2 separate regions of the Mus musculus genome follow, and region 2 is linked to region 1. Evidence: chromatin contacts called from public promoter capture Hi-C data. All regions are on one chromosome and are shown on one strand. Each heading gives the region's core, a stretch centred on a gene start, on an enhancer-like site or on the middle of the called end of the contact. The rest is flanking DNA. Distances are from core to core; before and after follow the strand shown. Region 1 overlaps Plcb1 (phospholipase C, beta 1). Region 2 holds the start of Lamp5 (lysosomal-associated membrane protein family, member 5).

Region 1 (6,196 bases), core at 928-3,427:
TGAAGAGTATATGTGCACATTTCAAAGTGAAAATTGTGTAAAGGTTATATATAATATCTATCAGTATACTTTACTATACACTATCATACTTTAGTACAGTACTTCTAATGTTATAGGATGCCATTTGATTCAACTGAAGCAACACACACACACACACACACACACATACATACACACACACACACACACACACACACACACCTTAAAACTCAATATCCCAAACTATATAATGTTATAGAAAGACATGTACATGTGATATAGAAAACCTATGTGAACTTAAAAAGTATAAAAATTGTACAAACAAGATTCAAATTCCTGGTAACCTTGGAAGGTTGAAAGTGGAAAAAGACAGAAAGGAGAAGAAAGGGAGAGGAGAGGAGAGGAGAGGAGAGGAGAGGAGAGGAGAGGAGAGGAGAGGAGAGGAGAGGAGAGGAGAGGAGAGGAGAGGAGGAGAGGAGAGGAGTGGAGAGGAGAAGGGAAGGGAGGGGAGGGGAGGGGAGGGGAGGAGAGGAGAGGAGAGGAGAGGAGAAGGGAGGGGAGGGGAGGGGAGGGGAGGGGAGGAGAGAGGAGAGATTTGTGTTGTAAATTTTTACAGGAAAATAATATATTAGAAATATACTAATAGGATCTTTCATGAGACATCAAGAAGGGAAAGTTGTAAACAAAGAATGTTTTCCAATTCTTAAAATGTAGCATAGGGCTACCTACTACATGCAGTTCAGAGTTAGAACTGGGTGTGGTGGGGCAGGCCTATCACCTGACCTCAGGAGGTAAGGGTGGAGAATGAGAGAGGAGGAAGGAAGGTCACTCTCAATTCCATTGAGAAGTTGAAGTCAGTCTGAGCTACATGTGGGCAGGAGACTGCCACCAAAACAAAACCAAAGAAGCAGAAAAATAGAACTAGTGAATTTTGAAAAGTCACTAGTCCATGTGGCAGATTCTACACTTGCCAGGAATGTGATGCATTGCATTATTTTGCTGGGACCTTGGACATGGAGGTGGTGGTCGTTTGGGGTAGGGTCTATGGCAGCTAAGTCAACTTGACCTTGGAGACTTCCACCTCCAGCTGGTGTCAAGGGAGAACAAAAAATTAGGATGGAAATGCTGGCCTCTTTTTCTTATTTCTACCTCCTTACCAACAACATTGTTCAAAATACAGTCTCAACCCCATTTCTCTGGTAAGGCATCTTAGAACAGGGGTCGGGGGTGAGTGGGAGAGAACCTGTCAACATCTTAACTCCATTTTGTGATATTTGAGCCACTTCTCCATCCATATGCTCACAAACATTAAAGGGAGATTCCTGTATCAATTCTCCATTAGGTCACATCCCTTTTCCTTCAGGTGTTTTTCGCTACCTCCAACAAACTCTAAATGCACTGAGCACACATCATTTCAAATTTTCCCTATCCCTGTTATGTTATTTAAACTTTTCCTACATATCAATTAGTTGGAAATAATAAGTCTTTAGGCTATCCATTAATTGCTGCGCTGTAGACATGATCTGTATTTAAAATTATGCGAGGAAAATTAAGGTGAAGCACGAAGGAGGCTTGTCTAATGGAGAAGGCTTCCTAGCCCTTCAGAGCAGCAAAATGGGAGATACTGGGGCTGAGGTGGGGCTCCCCTCCTGGTTTCCTCTCATCTACTAGTGTGAGATCTGAAAACAGCCTGCCCCAGCTGTAGGCTCCTCTTCTTGCCTTTCAGTTTTTCATTTTGAATACTTACTGTATTTGGTCATGCTGCAGCAGAAGAAAATGATTGTCTGCCAAAGGCTCTTTTCTAGTGGAAATTTATTATAAATAGTTTAAAGGCAACGAGGCTTCATCATGAATTTCCCTCTTCTCCTCCCTCTCCCAAACACAACACATTTCTGGTCTGGAATCTTTCTGTAATCTTGGTTAAGTCTTGGGGAGGCTGGAAGGGGCTGAGCCATGGTAGAGCAGGGAGAGAAAAGAGATGTTACCAAGAGCCACCTCACCCACCAGTACTTTTATTTCAGTAAATGCTGCAGCTTTACTGGAAGATTCCTCGAGGGGAAAAAGTCAGGGAGCCCCTGCAGCTGGCACAGGGCCACTGGAGCTGTGACCATTTTATAAGAGTCTTTGCCTTTCTAATCACCAAGACTCCTGCTGTGCTGAGAAAAGTCCCACCCACTAGATCTATCTGATCTGGTCCCGCACCAGTGAGTGCCAGTGAGGATTGCAGAATGAGGATTAGAAAACCTGGGAAGTGAAAGGGAGAATGGGAAGAGTGTTTGGAAGAGGACCTTTTCCACAACTCACCCTGTCCTGGAAAGTTCAAGTTCAAACGTGTTGATTTTGCATTTGCATGCTCATCCGTTCGTTCGTTCTTGTTTTCTTTTTCTCTCAGGCTTCTTGTTTTGGCCTCCCCATGATTAATCATTTTGACTGTGGATCCTGAAAAGCCTGGCATAGTGGAGTCATTTTTGCCCTCTAGTGGGGAAATAATGTATTGAACTATTTCTCATGCTTTGTACTCCTGGCCAATACATGTTTAGATTCAGTCAGAGAAACAGGCTTTATCTTTCCTCTTCCCTACACTGTTTTTGAAAATCCTTAATAGGCATATGTTTTCATAGTTTCTCAAGTTGGAGTTGCTCTTTGGGTCCTTCCTATCCCGTCTTATTGGAAACGAGGTCTCACTATGTTGGCCAGGCTGATCTTAAACTCTGGATTTGAGAGATCTTTCCTGGTTCAGCATCTCTAGCCTTAGAGTCCTGAGCTACTTCCTGGGGGAGATGTTATCAAGTGTCTACTCACCTCACACAGGACATTGACACACTAGAGGAATGATTCTACCAAAGTCCTGCTTGGTGAGCCAATGAGTTCATGGAGGTTACTCTTTAGGACTGTGCGCAAAGGCCTTTTTTTTTTTTTTTTTTTTTTTTTTTTTTTTTTTTTTACAAGAATGTGCACAGCTCACCTGCTGCACATCACTGAAAACCCCGCACCAGCACGGGTGTCAAGGAAGTGCACTATGGACTAGTCCTTTCAAAACAGTTCATCTACTGTGTACTTTAGCTCTCACCTAAGACCACACAGCTGGTGACAGCAGGAGTTAACAGGTAGAGTTGCAGGCAAGGGTCTTATGGGAGACCTCTACAGCTTTCTCTGCTAGAGAGTATCAACAACTCCACTACCATTACTACAGACATAGCCACCCTGCATTGTTTGGCTTACTTTGTTGCCCTGGCGAGGCTGTACATTCTATACTTCTACTCAATTATGGCTCTTGGTCATATCGGGCAGGGGGAAACCACTCACTAAATAGTGTTTAACCCAGGTTATGACATGTAGACCCACTTATTCTAACTGTAACAAATTAGTGTTGAATGGACTGTTGGATCCCCATCATTGCCTGAATGAAATGTGTGTGTGTGTGTGTATGTGTGTATGTGTGTGTGTGTGTGTGTGTGTGTGTGTGTGTATGTGGTATGTGTGTTTGTTATGTTTGTTTTGTGTGTGTATATGTGTGGTATGTGTGTTTGGTGTATGTGTTTGGTATATGTGTGGTGTATATGGTGTGGTGTGTGTGTGGTGTGGTATAGTATGAGTTCTTGAGAAGTTTTCAAATACATGTTTTTCCTATTATCCTTAGAGGGACTTATTACTGGAGTATTTACATTCAAAATGTAGGTGACCTCCCTGGCTCTCAGCATCCCATCGGTTCTAGGAACTATTATCTTGTAGACTGACACAGTGAAACTTCTGACCACCAGACGATGGAAGTGATAAAAGCTCACTTCTATCATTCCTGGGCTCCCCAGGGCTGGATGGATGCGATTTTCTGTTTACTGTGTTTCTGATACCATTACAGTAGGTAGCCCTGGGGAGGCAGGAATGACTGTTATTATAGTAGAACAGGAACAGTGTGTAGAGAGAAATGAAATCAGAGCTCACACGGTGCTTGCAGATGTCTGATGATTACTGGAACTTTCATGCCTTTGGATGTGAAAGTGCTACTTCTCTCACCCAACTCATCTATCCTAGAAGGGGCACACTGGGGTGCCTGCTCACACATTTCTTATGTGACTAACCCTCTACTGATGACAAGGAAGTGGTAAGAACATATTTCCCAGGACTGCAAACTTAGCCGGAGAACACCAGCATATGGCCAGTTCTGTACTACTTCCTGGGATGGGGTCCTCAAGTCAGACCCAGAGAGATAATGTCACTGAGCATGGCCAGTGTTAGACTCACACTGCATACAGTTAACTGGCTTTCCTTAGCACTGTCTTGGAGGATTGCTTTATTATTGATAAAGAGGAGCTCTTTGTAATAATGAGAATTTCTTTTTTAATTAATTAATTTATTACTCCTATTTTTGAGATAATGTCTCAAGCAGTTCAAGCTGGCTTCAAATCTCTATATAGCTGAGGCTAAACATGAATTCCTGGTTTTCCTGTCTTCCAAGAGTTAGGATTATAGGAGATAACCACTATACTTGGCTCAACAGGGAGATTTCTTTCAAGGTCTATAATTAAGGGCTCAGAAATGATTGATCTTGCTGCTTTTGGGAGACCTAATCAGAAGATTTTCACTAATGACATTAGCCAGAATTTAGTAGTGACACTTCATAACCTCAATATGAATGAGATGACAGAATGAGTAAGAAGCAGCAAAGAAGCAGAAAGCATAAAGGATGGTGAACGAGGATGGATGCCCAGGGCTGTAACATCTGGTGGGTAGCATTAACTCTGGTGATGAAGGCAAACTATCAGGGTGTGAACCTACATAGCCCTGGAATTCCCATCAACTTAAAATCTAAGGCACTGTGGACTGGAGTCATATTGACTTGCTAGGCAAAGAGCATCCCACTGCCATCCAGAATAAGGCTCTTAGGGACCCAAGTTGGGATGATCACTCTGGGTTGTTTTGCAGCCTATTATAGATCCTGAAGAAATGACTACTTGTGTCTTAGTGTGGCCCACTGAAGAAAGGTTTATATAAGCAAATGCATAAATCATAACCCTAAGGATCTTTAAAATGCAGGATAGTAACAGTGATTAAACATGCCGAAAGAAACCAGGTGAGAAATTCGAGTCAAATGGTAATGGAGTTCACAGCCAGAGACCATGGGAACAGGGTAACTGTGGACAAATGGTGGATATGAGCCCCTTTACAGGGAAGTGGTAGGAACATAGACTAAGTGTGGTCTTCTTGTACTTCAAAAGAAGCAAGGAGTCAGGCAAGGTGGCACACGCCTTTAATCCCAGCACTCGGGAGGCAGAGGCAGGCGGATTTCTGAGTTCGAGGCCAGCCTGGTCTACAAAGTGAGTTCCAGGGCAGCCAGGGCTATACAGAGAAACCCAAAAAACAAAAACAAAACCACCACCACCAACAAAATAAAAGAAGCAAGGGACCTTTTATTTTGGTAAAGAAATCTTGTTTATCAAAAGAAAGGAAAAGTAAGGCGCAGTGTCATGCTGATATGTGCATTACACAGCTTGTGTTTAGGGCTCATTCCAAACAGTTCACCAGTTTGGAACTTATGACTTGCAGACTGGCTGGAATAGTCTTGTCAGTGTCAGGTTCCTGGAATATGCTGTGCCTCAACAATACCTTACAATGGGCGATTGATAACCCACAAATTCATTCCTATAGCTCCAGAGAATGGGAGGTTCTAGGTCAAGGATGCCAACAGAGTCAGTGTCTGGCAAGGGCTTCTCCCTACCTCCAGGGTGGTACCTCTTTCCATTGCCATCCATGGAGAAACGAAAACAAGGACAGGCTGCCTCAAGCCCTTACAAGGGCACTCATCTGCTCCTAAAGAGTTGGCACTGTTTCATTGTGGGTTACATTTCAACATGGACTTCAGAGGCTCAAAGACATTCAGAGTGCAGCAGGAGGGGAATTTATGTTTCTACTTCTCAGATCCTTAGGTTGAGAATTACTGATGCTTTTCCAGTCTTTTCCTGACCAAGTAAAGAAAATCTGGCCTTTCCCAATCTGGTATTCCCAAATGTGAATGCCTCTGGATGCTCCGGTAAACCTGTAATTCACAAGCAATATCGGCCCAGCTATATGTGTGGATATAGCCCTCCTGTATACTTGCTGAATGCAGTTCCTGGCTCTGACAGGAAAAATAATCAATGTGCCTACGGATAATTTCTAGTGCCGTGGTTTACAGTGAAATTAAAGGGGTCTACTTTGTCCATGACAGATATTTGGGGAT
Region 2 (6,546 bases), core at 3,049-5,548, 620 kb before region 1:
ATTCTATATATATGTAGTATTTATATATAGTATTTTATATACGATGTATGTATAATATATAAAATACAGTATTATGTATACTATTTATATATTATTCTTATATAGTGAATATTTAAATAAATAGATATATAGTATTATTATATATAGTGAATATTTTTTAAAAAAATAAGTGAATATTTAAAACTGGGATTTTGTCCCCTAGAGCTTAAGTCCCACTTCTAATATACACACATATGTACATCTCTGTCACCTGAGTATCAGCCCATCTGTTTAGTCCGTTACTTGAACATCTGTTTTAATCTAGTGCTGTGTTAGATGTTAATAAAGCCAAGAGGAAAATAACCAGTGCCAAGCTGATTAGCTGGTCTGCAACCCACATGGCTAAGCATTAACATGGTGGACTGAAAATTCCATCCAAGAGCACCATAGAAAGATAGAAGGAAAGAGAGAGTGAGTGGGAGTGAGAGGGGGAGAGAGAAGAAAGAGAGAAGGAGGAGGAAGATGAGAAGGAGGAGCTGCACAAGAGAATCTGCCCCTCCTTTTTTTTTTCAGGGAAATTTTACCTTCTGAATTCTCAAATGCTTTGGGAGAAATTACTCAAGGATGGTGGACTCTCAGTTAGAGGTGAGAGCAAGCTTTGTGGAGGTAAAGCAGGATAGCTTGGGAAATGGTAGGTCCGTCAGATGATCCTCCAATCTGAACAGTTAAATAATTCATTGCATTCGCTCGGTAATCCCCAACCCCATGGAAAGTACAAATAAAGAAATTAGAATCTGCCTATGAGAATCAGAATATCAAATTGCCTTTAAATAATTTCTCCTATACAAGTGAGTAAGAGAATAAAGAGGCAAAGGGTTGGGACAGGGATGGGTATTTCAGAAACCTTATAACGTCTACATCTTGTGAAAACTGCTGAGAAGAAACAAAGGTAACACCATCCCGGGAGGGAGGCCAGTAAGCCCCTCTTTTCAGCCCTCTTTAAATCCTCCTTTCCCTTTCCTACCGCCAGCCTAACCTACCTTCACTGAAGACAAAGTCAGAGATGATATCAAAGGGCTGGATGTGCACTGCGGACAGGATCATGGTGACAGTCTTCTGAGGGTCACTGGAGGCCAGAGAAATGGTCTGCTGAGCCTGACACTCATAGGACATCCCAGCTGGGGTGACCAAGGCAGAGAGGTGATGAGAGCTGGCGATGTACTTATTAACTGCGGGAGAAGCAAGGCAGCAGTTAGGATGGATGCATACTCATTGCTGCTAACTTAGGCAGAGCTCTCTGCTTAGCTCAGAACCTATGCCTCCTATTGGTGCTGCAATCCCAGGACTGGAGCTCCAAGAAAGATAGGACCAAGTTCTTCACTGTCCCTGAGCCTATCTCATTAGATATTAGTTTGGAATTCCATTGTGGAAGCACTGTGCTGCCTGAAAACAGGACCCTTTGACTAAGGCCTCCATCAGTGGTTCCAAAAACACACCAATGACCTAGGTCTCCATGGTTCCCATCCCATGTTTTCTCTTCTTCTGGCTCAAGTTTGCTGTTCTTTTAGAATCAATCGCAGGGACTAAGTGATGGAAGGTCTCTCTGCAAGTGACACAGTGAATTTTGCTTTTGTTTTAAAAAATACATTTAAATATATCTCTGGTCTTTAATAATGCTCACAGATAGGAAGGAACATTGTTATTTCAGGTGTGGGTATTTTGGGTGTTCTCTCTGGGATGGTTTTAGAAGGCCTGAGTGAGAATGGGCAGGAAACGCTAATGAATTAAGATACAAAACCTGCCCTGTGGTGGTTGCAATTAAAACTCCAGAGCTACACCCCTGTGCACAGGGTGAAGCTGCAGGCCACCCAAGCCTGTCACAGTGTCCGCTTGCATTTCTGAGGATTTGCTTGTTTTATTTAATACAGGAGAGCAGATCAATCTGCGATGCAGAAAAAAAAAAACATAATAGCGAAACTCATTGGAGCCTCTTCTAGAGAAAATTCATATTTCAGCTTGAGTCTGAAGGATCTTTGATCTAGGCTTTCCTGAGAACACACAGAGGTTCTCCTGCCTCTTTGACCCTGGAGAGCAAGCAGTCCCAGGTTTGCCTATCCTCAGAACAAAAATCCCAGAGTTGCTTCCAAGATCCAGAGACAGGATGAGTGTTTCTGGTTTGCTCTTGCTCCTGTGACCCCCTGAACTACTCACCCTTCACAGGGGCTTTAAAGTGAGTCTTCTCCGAGGAATCATAGACAAAATGCACCTTGTTCAGATTCCAAGTCGCCTCTGGTCCTTTGGAAGTGTTGTGACTTTCCTGCCAAGATGGGGAGGGTCCTGTGAACCCCTCTAATTGCTTTAAGATGGGCAACCCCTGAGGCCACTGTGCGCACACCCATGCGGGACTTCACCATCCCTCTACCTCCCCGCATCGAATTACCTTTACAAAGAGCATTCTGAGTGTGTAGGCGTGATCTACCCAGAACACCTCCAGCTCCGACTCGTTGTGGCCACAGTGGCCCTTCACCTCAGCTCCCCGGGTCAAGGAGATCTCAGCCTGTTCTGTGATCAGCTGGGAACACACACGCCCCGCGCCCCCTCAGCGCGCCGGGCCCTGGCGCGGACCGGGAAGGGATGCGCGTCCAAACTCTAGCTTGCAGGTTTGGGCGCTCCTGTGCCCGCGCGCTCCGGGGTCCAGGAACATGCGGGTAGACTCTTACGTGCACACCCCTCCAGGAGGGGAGCAGAGAGGGGGGTTTACTTTTAAAGCAGGCAGGGCGAGCAGAAGGCGTTGCAAGCCGGAACCCCCATGCAGCATTCGGGAACAGCCTGCGGGGGGTTTGGGGGGGAAGAGGCGGGCGACTGAGGTCTTGGCAGGGCCTGGAGGGAGGGTGCCCTTCGGCCCTGCCGCCCCTAGGAGCAAGCTGGGGAGGAAAAAGATTCCTTACATCCACATAATTGCTGGCCCACACATCATAAGGTACAATAAATTTGGCTGCAAACTCTGCCATGAGACACGTCGTCCCATTTTCCCGCACCACAAATATGTCTTTCTCGGGGTTCGTGGAAAGGCCCGAAAGATTTTCCACTTCTTGTTCTGCCACGGTTTGGACCATTACATCTGCGGAACAAGGAAAGCAATTTCATTGCTCTCGGGCTCAACTAGCCCTCTGCTTTAGGACACCTGAGCTGGTTCTCTGCAGGCTTTGGAGAGGCAAAGTTCCCTGCTCGAAGCAGTGTGCTCCGCAAGCCATTTCTCTAGTCTACCGCCACCAAACTCATATTTACTGCTGATAATTTATAATGAAAACAGAAGCTAAAATAAAATTAAATTCTTATTTGCAATACGACTAGGCTTTAACACACACACTTACACACATACACACATACACACAGACACCCTGGGGGTTTAGGGAGCGCGGTTAAAGCTAAATCTTTCTTGGCAGTGCTATGCCCCACCATCACAGCCATGAGTTCGGCGTGTCTAGCGCTCTGTCTGGGAGATGCCATACAGGTGTGTGGCTCTCTGGGAGTTCTCTGATATGGATGGGTCATAACACTCACCAGCCCCAAATAACCACAAGCATAAAGACCTAGTACAACAGAGTGAAATCAGAGGGCTTTATTCGGTGTATTAGATTCTCTGCTGCAGAGTGCATTCAGTACCCCTGGTCCCCAGACGCTACTCACGGAAGAACATTAGGAGAATCCGAAGTCTGTCTCCACCAAGAAGGGTTCTTACTCGGAGATCCATGCTGTTGCCGCGAACCAGGCAGATGTGTTTCTGCTGCAAAGGCCGCCCCGGGAGGAAATCCCTCAAAGTGGCCGGTAGAGTGAGCTAAGGGAGGGGGCGGACTGGGAGGAGGGAGCGCGCGGGATAGTCGCGTGCTGCACTGGGTGCTATGGCTCTCCCGCCGCACACTGCAGAGGAAGCACCCAGGATGCAGGAGCTGTCCACGCTGAGAGTTCTGGAAATAACGAGGTTGTGTTTCAGGACTTGTAATTTGGCTTGTCTAGAAGGCCAATGGGATTGGGGTGGTGTGGGGGAGGAAATTTCTCCCTGGGTCTGTATACTGCTCTGCAATGGTATCTGCAAAGATGACTCTGTCCTAGGAAACTTAATGCCACCCTCGGACTTGCTAAACCCTCCCACCAGGTACAGCCAGTATGTACTGTAGATATAACACCACCGGAGCTCCGAATTCTGCTCTTGAAACAAACCAATAGATTTGTTTCAGATTGTTCATTCTTTGGAGAAGGAAGGTAGGCAGGAACAGAGAAGGAAAATGCTATGGCAACAGTTTCCGGCTTTCAGAGACATCTGTACCCACTCAAGAGCTGCTGAGTATAAGGTTAAAATGATATCTCCTCAAAGGGGGTGGGGGGGTCCAGGCCATGCCGCATATCCTTTGGGACCCAGTGACCAGTGAGATCTATCTCTGAGGGCATGTGGCCTGAGCTAGCCCCATGCAGTAAGCTGTGATCACTCTGTTAAGAGGGTTGCAAATAAACCTAAATCTTGGGAGCAGACAGGGTTATCTGGGGTCTCATAGGACAGAAATTTTAGAACTATGGTGTAAGTAAAGACCTATAGTTATGTAATGAAAACAGGCTGGTATTACGCTAAAGCTTCTGGGGAGCAGAAAGACAAACATCGCTAGATAATTCCTGTATTTGCATTTTGGTAGTTCGCTGATTTTTTTCTTTTTAATTCTTGCTCTAATAAATCAGAATGAACCTTTTTTGGGGGAATAGTCATGGTGCTCTAATTAATTGTAATGATGTCCAAATATTTCTTTTATTAGAGAATATTGCACTAGGTCAATAAATAATAATCGCCTTAAACATAATGACATAGCCAATGTCGTGTTAAAGGACAAACTGCAAAGCATTTTACCTATGTTGTCAGTTTGAATCTCTCCATGACTTTAGAAGCTGAGCAAATGAAAATAGAGGTTATTGTTATTGTTATACCTCCCCCAAAGTGAGACATTGAGAAATTCAATGACCTTCCCAAAGTCATATGGCCAGTTTGAATTAAAATAGAAAAAAAATCACGTGTTTTACATTTACAAGGATCGTAATCATTTCTCTTTATATAACACTTTCATTCTAAAACTTAGCATATTATGACCGCCACTACAATTTTTTATTAAATGATAAATGAACTGAAACCTAAAAATATTAATAATTCACACTTTTACATCTATAAAGTGCCAATTTAAGAACTGATATGCTCTAACATAGTATTTGCTTCAAATTGCCAATATAATTCTGTGTATTTAATTTTTCAAAAAAATCCTTCTATCAAAAATTAGATCAATAGCAACTCAAATTGTAAAGTATTACAATTAATACTTGTAGCACTATATTAATTAATACTGAAGCACTATATCTTTTGATATATATCTGCATTTTGGAATTTCATCAAAAATGGCAACAATCTTGTGAAAGTGATTATATATACAAAATGGAGGCAAATTGTTATTCATATAATTTCAATTCTTATTACATATATAAAACATATATCATCTGTTAACAATTATGAAACACTTATTTTTTCTGAGATACTGTAAGACTTATAAAGCAAGAACACATTCATCCTTGTTTTTATTTGTCTTCCTGTCTGTCTGTCTGTCTGTCTGTCTGTCTGTCTCTCTTTGTGTCTTTCTACCTGTGTCTCTCTCTCTCTGTGTGATGTAGGATTACAACCTTCTGCAGGATGTAATTTCTCTTATTTAAAAATATTGCTGTAATATTTAAGGCAGTGTTTCTCAACCTTTTTAAATACTGTGACCCTTTAATACAGTTACTCACGTTGTGGTGACCCCCAACTATACAATTATTTTTGTTGTTTCTTCATGGCTGTAATTTTGCCACGGGTATGAATCATAATATAAATAGCTGGGTTTTCTGTTTGTGTCAGGTGATCCCTGTGAAAGGATTATCTGACCCTAAAAGGGGTCCTGACCCACAGGTTGAGAACCACTGATTTAAAGGATGTGTGGTTAGGTCAGTTAAGTCACTGAATTTAAAAATATTCAAAATCAAATACAGAATGAAGCCATCCATAAACTTTAACTGAGTACCAACCACTTGTATTGAATATAGTGAAATAAACAATAGCATTATAGAAGCAGAAGAATTGCCTGTCAAAGACTATAGTGCTTCCCTTCATGGTGCATTATTGCAGATATCATAACCTTATGAGATGATGAAAGATCAACTAAATTCATTCATGATGGTCGGTTTTCATAAGAACAGTAGATGGGAAGTAGTCTTGACCAATGATTTTAACTGTTCACCATGATTTGTATAATGGCAGTTCTTTGACAGTTATTTCTTTCCATTCCTTTCCATTCCTGATAGAAATGATTCTTTGTTGACACCAAAGAGTATTTGAGCAAGTTGAAAGGGAAAAATGGGAGGAGCAGAACAATCAATACTCTCTCTCTCTCTCTCTCTCTCTCTCTCTCTCTCTCTCTCTGTGTGTGTGTGTGTGTGTGTGTCTGTGTGTGTGTATGCATGCATGCGCACATGCACACTTACTCTTAAATAGAGTTTACA

Evidence for each region. Promoter capture Hi-C pulls out the DNA fragments that hold promoters and counts their contacts.
Region 2: a contact with region 1 is called in a promoter capture Hi-C map of embryonic stem cells, with 3 times the contacts expected there. The contact joins the promoter of Lamp5 here to the enhancer-like site in region 1. A contact is called at or near these places in 11 of 39 promoter capture datasets (the 3T3-L1 cell line, the HPC-7 cell line, embryonic stem cells and 6 more) and 2 of 9 other capture datasets (adipose tissue and macrophages).

The regions. Positions count from the first base shown.
Region 1 is chr2:135,435,907-135,442,102 of GRCm38.p6, reverse strand. All of the region lies in intron 31 of Plcb1 (phospholipase C, beta 1), which reads right to left. Among named protein-coding and RNA genes, the nearest start is that of Gm31993, 100 kb to the left of the region's middle. Within about 2 kb of position 2,177, at least 73 of the 459 cell types and tissues checked have an H3K27ac peak or open chromatin away from gene starts, as enhancers often do. A contact at or near this core is called in adipose tissue and embryonic stem cells, where this site is marked.
Region 2 is chr2:136,055,500-136,062,045 of GRCm38.p6, reverse strand. Lamp5 (lysosomal-associated membrane protein family, member 5) reads right to left here and starts at 4,298. Exons shown (of 6, transcript NM_029530.3): 1 at 3,670-4,298; 2 at 2,928-3,100; 3 at 2,420-2,551; 4 at 2,191-2,296; 5 at 1,020-1,208. The coding sequence starts at 3,733.